Linked DNA regions of Sus scrofa: region 2 is linked to region 1. Evidence: chromatin contacts called from public Hi-C data. All regions are on one chromosome and are shown on one strand. The core of a region is the stretch at or near the end of the contact, and the rest is flanking DNA. Distances in the headings are between cores, read along the strand shown.

What was found. Hi-C and Micro-C count contacts between places; a contact is called where the count stands out from the background.
Region 2: a Hi-C map of liver shows a contact between it and region 1, with 4 times the contacts expected there. The contact joins the enhancer-like site here to the promoter of MAP7 in region 1. A contact is called at or near these places in 2 of 5 promoter capture datasets (fetal liver and liver) and 7 of 47 Hi-C or Micro-C datasets (embryonic fibroblasts, epiblast stem cells, heart right ventricle and 1 more).

Annotation. Positions count from the first base shown.
Region 1 is chr1:27,604,645-27,610,384 of Sscrofa11.1, forward strand. MAP7 (ensconsin) reads left to right here and starts at 1,379. Exons shown (of 17, transcript XM_021072662.1): 1 at 1,379-1,517. The coding sequence starts at 1,451.
Region 2 is chr1:27,710,162-27,715,809 of Sscrofa11.1, forward strand. All of the region lies in intron 1 of MAP7 (ensconsin), which reads left to right. LOC110256640 (a long non-coding RNA gene) reads left to right here. Exons shown (of 2, transcript XR_002338427.1): 2 at 1-1,808. Among named protein-coding and RNA genes, the nearest start is that of MAP7, 110 kb to the left of the region's middle. Within about 2 kb of position 2,855, at least 13 of the 83 cell types and tissues checked have an H3K27ac peak or open chromatin away from gene starts, as enhancers often do. A contact at or near this core is called in fetal liver and liver, where this site is marked.

The DNA.
Region 1 (5,740 bases), core at 129-2,628:
TGCTTCCTTTTCCCTAGGTTCTTCCAGAGAACTCTATGCTCTAAATTCAGCCAAGAGTCTTTCTGATGATCCCAGGAAAGTGTCTTAAACTCTCATGGCTTAAGTAGTAAAAAAATATCTTCGCTTGAGCCCAAGCTGAGGTCTAAAACTACTTCTACCCACGTGGTGGTTTATTTGTATTGATTAGAAGTGTGATAAGAGTGATCTGAATGCAATTTAGGAAGACCATGGGCTAAAGGATCAGTTTACCTAATCTGTTGTAGAAAAGGAACTAAGGGAAAATCTGTAACTACAAACATAACTACAGCAGAAGTGTCCTTAATCAAAGCCTCTACCTAGTTAGCCAGTGACCCAGTGAACCAAATAAAGCCAGGCCACTCCCGGGCTCAGAGTGGCAGGATTTGTAGGCACGGATGTGAGAACTGTCACCCTAGCAAGAAATCCAACACTTCTCAGACACGCTTGGGTGTCCATTAGATTCTGCTAAAGTCCTTGAGAGGCTTTTGAACTGTTGGGAGCTTGCTGGTTGTGTTCAGCCAACCGAGGCCGTGGGAGTGCAGTTCTGTGTAACCAGGCAGAACTGATCGCTGCTTGATTTTGTTCCTTTATGTTTCCATTTATACAGGCTACTTTTTCCCCCCTCAGCATTTTGTTGCTTAACATTTATTTGCTTGTTAGAGCAGAAACTGGTTTCTCCGCAGCGAATAATCTGTTTCTCTACAAAATGAAAAGGTTGCTACCTTTTGCTTTTTTCCTGGTCTTCCGGAGCAAGTCTGAAGTCACAAGGTAATTGCTAATCGACAAGCAAGAATAAGAAAAGCAACTTCACTGGGCACGAGTTTCACTAAATTGTACGCTCTGCGGCTCCAGAATCAGAAGCCTCGGGAAGATACAGGTCATCATCAGTAGTGTCCTAAAACGCAGATCAAGACTGGATCCCCGAGTAGAATCTGGCCTGTGTACTTCGGCTTTCCACGTGGCATCATACTCTGGCAGTTGGGACCATGAACCCCGGCCCTGGCGAAACTAACACTGACCTGGCCACTTCAGAGCTCAGAGCGGAACAGAGCGTCTGGATGTTCTCGCCTCGCTTCGACTGATCCTCAGACCGTCCCAGTCCCTAGTGCCACCGACCCCCCTACCGACCTCCAGGAGCCGGCAGCGGGAACCAGAAGCTCACAGCCCAGGCGCCTAACTCTGCCAGCTGCTGTCTGGGCAAACCCAGGAGCGTCGGTCAGAGCGGCTGCCTCGCCGCACCTGCCCACCAGGGGGCACGCACGAGCGCCGGGCCCAGGCGACAGCAGGCTCGCGGGCGCTCGCTCCCTCCTCCCTCCGCCCTCCCCTGACGGCGCTCACCTGTCTGGGCCGCGGGCCCCGGGGGCGGGGGACCGGCGGGAGCCAAGCCGAGGAAGAGGGCGGAGCGGCTTTCCAGGCGCGTCATCGGAGCACCATGGCGGACCTGGGAGCTGGCGGCGACAGCCACAGGGGCGGCGACGGCGCTGCGCACAGCGAAACAGGTGACTGCGCCGCGGGGGCAGGCGGGGGTCTGGCGGGCGCGGGCGAGGGAGCGGTAAGCGGGGCCGGGGGGCTAGCGCGGGGCCCCGGCGCTCCCCTCCCCCGCCCGGCCGCGGCCGGGAACGGCCGCCCCGGCACGCCGCGCACCGGGCTCGGAGCGCGCCTGCCCTCCGCCGTCCGCAGCCGCGCGTCGGCCGCTTGGCCCGGGCGTCCAAGTCCGCCGGCGTCCGGCCCCAGTTCCGGCCGCCCCTCTTGCGCTCCTCTTCGACTTCCCAACAGGTGCAAACGCTCCAAGGAGCGCAGGAGAGAGGAGGAAATGGAGAAACGCTGGCCTCTCACCTCCCACTTGCCGGGTTGGGTCTAATTCAGTTGAATGGGAAAATCGTATCCCCGAACCAAACCACCAGCCGGAAAAATCCTAGGCCAGGTGCTCCCCGCAGGGTTATCCGTTTCCGCGCAAACCCTCCCGCCTTAACCTGCACACTACGTGCTGGGGTCGCCCGACGCCAGTGGCGCAGCCTCGCGCTCGGTCGGGTGCGATGGTCCCGCGTGAGCAGCGCCCGCTCGCCGCCCGGGAGTCCGCAGTTAACCACCCGCTGAGATCGGGGGGTCGGGAGGCTGGGGGCTGCTTGTCGGAAGCTGGGCAACTGCGGGTGCTGCTGGGCGCTCAGAGATTGGCTGACTTGGAAGGGCCCTCTGCGTTGATGTTTTTAGTCCGTTTACCAACCCAATCTGATCAGGGCGCTGCAGTGTTGAAGACCCCCCTCTCCTCGCAGCCTCCACCCCGCGGTCAGGGGCAGGAGCTCAAATCTCCAAGAGCATTAAGTCCTCCCCTCCCCCATCTTATTATATGTAGACGTTTTTCCCCCTCGAGATACGGTTTTGTTTTTGTTAGGTTGGTTTTTTTTTTTTTTCCTTGAGACCGTCTTGCAGATCTACCCCTCTCTCCCAGTCCTCTCTTCTATTCTTGGCCAGTAAATTGTTTCTGATACCTTCCTACACTTGGAATGGGGGCGGTGAGGCTGTTTCTTATTTTAAAAAGAAACTCAAATTGCAGCCTCTCCAGTGGTATTGTATTTTTCTGCTCACATATAATCGGGAACAATTGTTTCCTAGATGTAAAATTCCTCCCACCCTCAAAAACAGTGTTAATTTAAATGGTATGCTTATTTTAACGTGAAAGGTTCAGACAAGCTATAACAGTATTTTCAAATGATGCATCTGTTCTGCTAGGTTGTTTGGGCACCTAAAGTCTAATGACTTAATCCCTCCAGCCAAAATACCTGAGGTTAAGACAAGGCATCTTGAACTTGTTTACTTGAAGTCACCCTACTTCCTGTAGGGTGGTTTATTTCGTCTTAATGTGCTGGAAAGATTGGCAGGTCATTATTTTGGTTTGGGGTGGGGAAGGGGTAATCAGGAGGACATGCCTTTGTAATTGTTTTGGGGAACTTGATAAACTGGGCGCTGAGGGTTAGGCTCCCCAAGTTGAGGAGAGCGGAAGAAGGGCAGCACCCACACTGAAAATATAAATTGGTTTGGTGCCTAATCCCCACAAAGAAGAAGAAAAAAAAAATACTTCTGAAACAAAATTGTTCCGGTGAGTTAATACGCAGCGATTTATGCGCCAAAACAAACAAACACTTGCTAGAATCCGCACATGAACAAGTTGTTCAGATGTAAATGAACTACATCTAGCTTATTCAGTGCCTGAGCATATTAACGAACAAATTGGTCATGCTTCTGACAACCTAGAAATCAGTTGAGTGGCCATCAGTGAAATATTTCCTTTATGAAGAAGGGAATTTAATTTAATTGGCTACCATCTCCATCATCGTAAACAATTCTTCCACATCTCTGCCTGGAAACTTCTGTTTCCAAGGGGCAAATTTTATATATGGTTTTTTGAATAATTGTACTTTATAATTTAACTAAGACAGTTCTGACATGTCTTTTTCCTATGTTTCTTGTTTTTTTCGAGCCCTGGATTATGCAATATTTTTGGTGCTCAGAGCACCTATGTGAGCAGGTGCTGAAGAAAGAAGAAAGATGAATATTATATATTTAAATCTAGCAATATTTTGAATGAATAAATTAGGATTTCTTGAATTATAACAACTTCAACTTATGAGGTTTTCCATGTATTTAGAACAGGTGGCCTATACCTGAATTATCAGACTTCATTGTGGTACTTTATTCTTATGGACATTTCACATTGTAACATCCAAATGCTGCAAGTCATTATTTTTTTAAACAACCACAGGATTGTATTGAGGTGGGTTTTTTTTGGGGGGGGTTACTGTCTTTTATCATCAAGCGGTGAAAATTGCCACTTCAGATGGCAACATTTGTTGAGGAATTCATTTTATTCCCTTTTTTAGAACTGGTTATTTGAAGGTAGGGCCTTTTCTTAAACGTCTCTCAGTTTTTCTGTCCCTGTGCAAAGATCTTGGTATAATTTTAGGGCAATTTCGATTAGAATCTCAAGAGACTATAAAAATAACACCTGTAATGTGATCATAATTATATATATATGTACGTGTGTGTATCAAAGACGGTTGAAAATTGGTGGTAATACCACCTGTAAAATGAGAACTTGTTAGAATATTTAAAGGTACTATATAAAAATCATGTTTCCTTGAACATATAAAAACTATTTCTGTCAGCATATATTTATCTTCTACCCAAAGGCAGTCAAATCACCTTTTTTGGGGTGACATTTTTTTGTCTTGAGGATAAACAGTTCTTTCAATGTATTTTTCAATAACCAAAAGTAAGCAAGAACTAAGAAAAATAATTGACTTGAAAACAAGTTTTCAATTTCACCACTAGAGGATGTCAGGTTCTTTGCACATTATTGTTTTGAGTAATAGATTGAAATTCACAAGATTGCCTCTGCCTGAGCTTTGTGTATTTAATTTTACACTGGTGCTGAAGAGCTTTAAAAGTGAGTGTGCAGAGCTAATTTCTCACTTTAATAACTTCCTTTTAAAAAGCCTACTGAAATAAGACCAAATTTAAAGCAGCTTTTGATTAATTCATGAGACCACATTTCATGCACAGGAGATAAGTTCATACCTGTAATCTGTGAATCCTGTTGATCTTCCTTTGGAAGAAATGACTTAAAACCTGGAATTGCGCTTTTTCTCTCCTTAGCAGGTAGTGTGGTGGAAGAACACAGACTTTTTTGTGATCTTGGTCTTAACACTTCACTGCATTTTTCCAAATTAAAAGGTGATCTTTAAAGCCTTAGATTTGAGAGTTTAGAGATATCTGCAAATATATTTGTTAGATAGGGTCTCAGATTAGAAGTTGATATTAAACTCATCCATTTTGAAATTCACATCCTAAAGCTGGAAACACTTCATTTGGGTGAATAGACAACTTTTTTCCAGTTGTATTGTGCCTGACTCTTGCCTTTACATCTTGCTAAAAGAAGGATTAGTACTAGACAAGGCATTTGTGCTCAGGAGCATGCATTTATTGGAGCATGCATTTATTTGGTATCATTAGTTAGGCACATGTGTGAAACACTAATTTACATGGGCATATTCTTTTAAAAAAAATCTGGAGTTCCCGTCATGGCTCAGTGGTTAACGAATCCAACTAGGAACCATGAGGTTGCAGGTTCGATCCCTGGCCTTGCTCAATGGGTTAACGATCCGGTGTTGCCATGAGCTGTGGTGTAGGTCGAAAGGTCGAAGACGTGGCTCGGATCTGGCGTTGCTGTGGCTCTGGCATAGGCCAGTGGCTGCAGCTCCGATTAGACCCCTAGCCTGGGAACCTCCACATGCCGCAAGCGCGGCCCTAGAAAAGACAGAGAGATTAAAAAAAAAAAAAAAAAGAAAACAACTAACATTTGTGCCTCCTGGGGCATGAAAAAGAATCACATGAAAAGGGTTATTTTTTAAAACTCAGTTCTCATTATATTGACTGAAAGTATTACAGCTTAAGATAATTTGTCCAAGACCTCTGTACCTTCTATAAAACATTTTGGTGGCTGAAAGCTTGATAAAGACTTGATCCTTGGCTTTGGAAAGGAAAACAAAACCCACAATTAAGTAATTGCAGGTGATGAGGGGTTCAGTGAGGAAAGAATTGCTTTTAGCTGCCTCCTTTCATCAGGGAGGACATACGGGGTCTAGTAATTAATTTAAACTTTTAAAATGGGTAAATGGATGGAAGACAGGAAGAAAAATAAAGGTGCAGATGTGGCAAAGAAGAA
Region 2 (5,648 bases), core at 1,605-4,104, 110 kb after region 1:
AGTCAGGAAATGTTGATTGAAAAAATTACGTAACATTTCGGAGCCTGGGAATATGGTGGTTCCTCTGATAGTAACAAAGAGACTGACATCGCGGTTGGCTGCTTTTGTGAGGACAGCTAGTTCAGCTTTTGACATAGTTTCAAGTGATACATACATGAAGTCTCCCTAGAGGCGGGGGACTGTTTATAAATGCAGACTTGAAAGTGAGTTCAAAACTGTGCTTTAGGCCTTAATAGGAGAGAACTTTTCTGAAGAGAAACTGGGGGGGGGCGGGGAGGAGGAGTTCAAAGTTCCCTAGAATTAGGGACCCGGAAAAGGAAAAAGTCGTAGAAAAGCTGCGTTATTCACTTAATATCATGGTCAGTACAGAGCACAAGGTGTCTGTCCCCTGCAGGAGGGTGTTGACTTGAACAAATGCAAGTGGGAAGAAAACGGAAGCAAAAGGGAAAATTAAACCTAGGTTTGCCTAATGCCGACTTTGTGAGCTTCGATCATTTTTCCAAACTTCACTTTAAATGAGGAATTTCAACTGAAAAAGCTCTCCATTATTTGGAATAATCATAAAAGTCATTAGTTATGAGATGGCATTATGTCCTCCTCATTTAATGCAACTTTCATAAATAATATTGGATAAAACATTTAAGGGCTGTGACTTAAAAGTTACAGTATTCCTGGCAGCTATATTAGAATCAATTTTAACTGTCAGGTTAAGGAGCAGAAAGATCTCATAAAGTAGAAAATTTTAGGTGAAACACTGAATTACCCAAGAGTTACCCTGTAATCTTTATCATATATGATTTTGAACCAGTCACATTCTTAAGTTACCATAACAGTATTCTGTGGCCAGATTTTCAAATAAGCTATTTGTGATTCAGGTTCTGTGATTGATTCATTAAGAAGACTCAGCATATAGTCATACTTGCGGCCAAGATTTATCGTAGCAAAAAGACATGAAGCTAAATCAGGCCTTTCTAAAGGCACAGCACGCACAGGCCTGCCACGTTAACTCTTCTGCACAGGTAGATTGAAAGGATGAGATTGAGACACGAAGTTGCAAGATTCACCGATTTGTTACTACAAAAATGGCAGTTGTGTGCAGTTCAACCTCTAGTTCTGTCTTCTGGTTTATTCTCCTAAGGCTGTGTGTGTAGCCCCGGGGGCTGTTTTCTACAAAGTCCTACCCATACAGAGCTGGGGGTCGAAGCCTCAAGGTGTACTATTTCCCAGCCCACATGCCATATTTTATTTAAAATAGTGACAGAAAAACATTATTTTTAGTAGATGTCAAGACCACCTATCATTCAGTGAGTTTAAACTCAGCATGGTCCCTGAGATTGTAGCCATAAATATCCTCCAAGAGTAAGCCTTTTTACTAAATTAAGCATTTGTTGGACCAGTTACCTCGATGGTTGAGAGGAGATGCTTCAGTCAGACCATACAGCCAAAAATAGAAACAGAGCAGTGAGAACGCCATGAAGCTGAGGGGAGGGTTTTGCAAAGAATGCAATAAATCTTAGAGGATGTGCGTTATAGAGATACATTTGTGGCACTTCCTGAGGCTGCAGGATTTTTACTCAAAAGTTCCAAGTGTCCGCTGCCTCCCTATTCTGTTGCAGAGTGATTTAGAGACAGTCCCAGACCACAAGGGTGCTTCTCTCCATCCATCCTCTTGTCTTTCACACTCTCACATGTGACACTAATGGAATAAAGCTTTCAAGCCAGCAGGAAGATCAATAAAAATTTTATAAGGCTAGCAAAGACTGACTGAGCATCATAGTATATGGCTCAATTTTCTTTAAAAAAAAAAATGAAGGAAAAGAGATTGAAATAAATAATCCTGGAATGTTACCTGAGTCGTTTTAAAAATAGTATTATTTTAATGGTAAATTTAAAAGTAGTACATGTGATCCTAACCTGCTAGTTACCTAGAATTTCCAGATTTTTAAATGTTGAAAATCTTAAATGAGTAAATTGCTTTTTTCATTGTGTTCTCGAACAGTAAAGCACACTGCACTTTGTTTAAAAAAAAAAAAAAAGCCTCTCAGAAGATTTTATTTTCGTGTTATTATAATTGAAGGGGTTTTATTTAGTTTTGTTTTCTTTTTAGGGCCGCACCCGCAGCATGTGGAGGTTCCCAGGCTAGGGGTCTAATCAGAGCTGTAGCCACCAGCCTACACCAGAGCCACAGCAACGCAGGATCTGAGCCATGTCTGCGACCTACACCACAGCTCGTGGCAACGCCGGATCCTTAACCCACTGAGTGAGGCCAGGGATTGAACCCGAAACCTCATGGTTCTTAGTCGGATTCATTAACCACTGAACCACGATGGGAACTCCGGGGTTTTTTTAGTTGGTTGGTTTTTTAAGGCTCATACTTAATGTGATGATAACTTGGAAGGTATTAAATTTCAGAAAATTGTTATCTCTCCAAGCCCCAGAGAGACAGATGATTTTCCCAAGCCAGGTTGTATCCTGAAAACCCTGCCAATAAGTCCTACCTACCTGAGGCCCCCAGAGATGGGATTGTAGCTGAGCTGAAAACCCCTGAAAGCAGCAGCAGAGCTAGACTCTGCTCCCCAGGACCACTGTCACCAAGTTGATACAGGTCTGCTTTTCCTGTTAGCACTGAGCCAGCACAGCCCAGAGGAACTAGAAACCCCGTTTCCCACCTTTGTGTAGGAATAGGGGGAGGACGGGAAATACCTTCCACCATTTCTCCAGCCTTGCAGTGGACCCAGCAGTCTCAGTTCATTTTCACGACCTGCAGGTGTTCCTTCGCTCCAGATGGGGAAATTAAGACCGTAAGCGTGAGTGACGGGCTGAGGATTCACAGCTCACAAGCGGCAGAGCCAGGTCAGCTGACTCCAAAGCACATACCGCCTCCTGCACAACCACAGACACAGAGCTCCACACTGTAGAGTGCCGTTAAGTGTGGGAGGCCCAGGACCTCCAAGAAGAGTGTAAAAGTTGAGAGAAGGAGGGCTGAATATTTGCCAAACACCTTCTATGTGCCAACCTGTATCATGGATTTACATACACCTTTTCGGCTAATCCTCCCGGTAACCCTGTGAGTTTGGCAGTTTCGCCCCCATATTATCTATGCAGAGACATCAAGAAGCTTTCAGAAGGTCACTCAGCTAGTAAGTAGGACTCACAGTTTAACCCCAGTCTGTCTGAATCTGTCTTCCCTCCTGCCATGATAGTGTTAACCAGAGGTTTTTGGAGAAATGAGGACCCTTACAGGCGTGGAAGGAAATGATTGCTATAAAAGCAAAAATATGGCCTGAAAACTTTAGACAAAGTTTCAATCTAATGGTTAAAAATTAACAGCACATGATCTTGGGCTAAACCACCTGACCACTTTTAGAATTACCTTTATTTTACTAAACTTAACCCATTAGTTTTATATGAACAGAATGAATTTTAAGATGGGTTTTAAATTTGTCTTGTTATGAATAGGGCTCAGAAGGTCTGCTGTGGTAGAAATGAATTCCTGAGATCCAGATAATAAAGCAGGGCAGACAGATGTTCAGCTCGAGTGGATTTAATAAAAGTTCAAAATAGAGATCAACTGGCATGCAAGTAACCAGACCTCCAGCTTAATTGAAATTTATTTTTTACATTTGCGTTTTAAGACAAAGCAAATTACAGTAGGGAAAAAAAAGGAACGCTTTTATCACAGATTCATCAGGGATTATTGGGAAAAGTCACTTGCACCGAACATGTGTTTTTAATCTCCTCCACCGTCTGCTGTAGCGTAATATTCAGCTAGGATTGATGTCTGTTTTCTGGACCTGGGGGCATGGCAGATAGTCACTGGAGACAGATTAAATTATGTCAAACATAACAAGGCAAGAAAAAAATGAATAGACTTGAAATATATTCTAAACAAGTGGTCCTAATTATCTTTCAGTTAACTAAAAAGAGAAGACCCCTTAAACAGCTTACTAATCAAGGCTTTACATGCTGTGTACTGGGGGTGACTATATAATAAAGTGTATAAAGTATTGCAAATCTGTGTGATACTTTCTGGTTACCTTTCATAAGTATTAACTTCTTTATGAGCAGTTTTAGGAAGACTTCCTTGCAGGATACATGGATAGTTGTTCTATCCATAGTAAGCACCAGTGGTTCCAGTTGTCAATTTTGGGTCTTTAAGGGCTGCCTCTAAAGTTGTGAGCAATAGGCCAATAGTAACTAGTGTGAACTTTACCCGCCACGTGGTAATAACTAGCAACTTGTTTGTGGCAAGTGAGATGAGAGCATGTGTTAGAGCAGTCAGTGTTCATGTTTGACCCTGTTATTTAAAGCCAACAAACTGTTTGAAATTGGGCAATTAAAAATAGTGATAAGATCCTTTCTAGTATTTAGTCTGGTTTTCTATGCTAGCTAATACTACATGTAATTGAGAGAGAGCTGTACAAATTTGGTATATTCTTCATTCAGAGGACAAAGATAAATCAGAGTTCCCATCGTGGCTCAGTGGTTAATGAATCAGACTAAGAACCATGAGGTTGCAAGTTCGATCCCTGGTCCTTGTTCACTGGGTTAAGGATCTGGCATTGCCATGAGCTGTGGTGTAGGTTGCAGACGTAGCTCGGATCCCGTGTTGCTGTGGCTCTGGCGTAGGCCGGCAGCTACAGCTCTGATTAGACCCCTAGCCTGGGAACCTCCATATGCCACGGGTGTGGCCCTAGGAAAAAAAAAAAAAAGATAAATTAGTAAATTTAGTGACTTTTTTTTTAGGACATCTTATGTACCATTTTTAAATTTAGCGTTCCTGAAGCATAATTACTATCACACCTTTTAGGCTGGAAAACCTTGAACAAATGAGTCTTACTTTCTAGTTATTATCTGTTTCCCTCAGCCTGTTAGAAGAGATAATATGTGCTATGTCGGGGGATAAGAGCTCCTCAGAGCGGGGAGTGGTGGGGATGAAATTTTCAATAGGTTGAGAGGACTCTAATGTCACATTTGAGCAGAGAGCCAGTGGAAGTGAAGGGGAGACCTGTGTTGACATCTGGGAGAAGAACATTTCAGGTACAGGCCAAGCTCTGAGGTGGACTAAGTAAGATCTGAGCAGAGTAATTAAGAGGGAAAGGGGTACAAGGTAAAGGCCTAACCATATAGTACCTTGCATGCCATGGACAGACCATGAATGTTACCCTTTTAAATTTCTTAATCTTTTAGTCCTGGTACTACTACTACAATTTACAGGGCAATATACCTGATGTAGTACAAAGAAAAAGCTACAACAGATGAAAGACCTCAGGAGTGTACATCTAATTGACACTGCATTCTGTTCATCAATAGCTGCACTTTTTGCAAACTGTGGCTTTGACTGCCTTGAACAAGAGGGGTTTCCTGTTTAAACTGCATAACTTTTCTAACTATAGATCATTGTTCCTTCCGTGGCAGATTTTTACAGTTCCTCCAATGCATTTAGGCTGACTGATGGAAAGTCAGCTTTTTCCTGACAATACCTGATGCTCTCTCCTGCTGAGAACTGGAGCCCTTTTCTGCTGAGTGTTTAGAACCTTTTGCTACTATATCCACCACTTCCACCACCAGATCCATAACCACCACTATAGGGACTGCCCAAGGTTATTGAATTTTACTGAGTGGGATGGCAGCTGTAAGAGAACTTG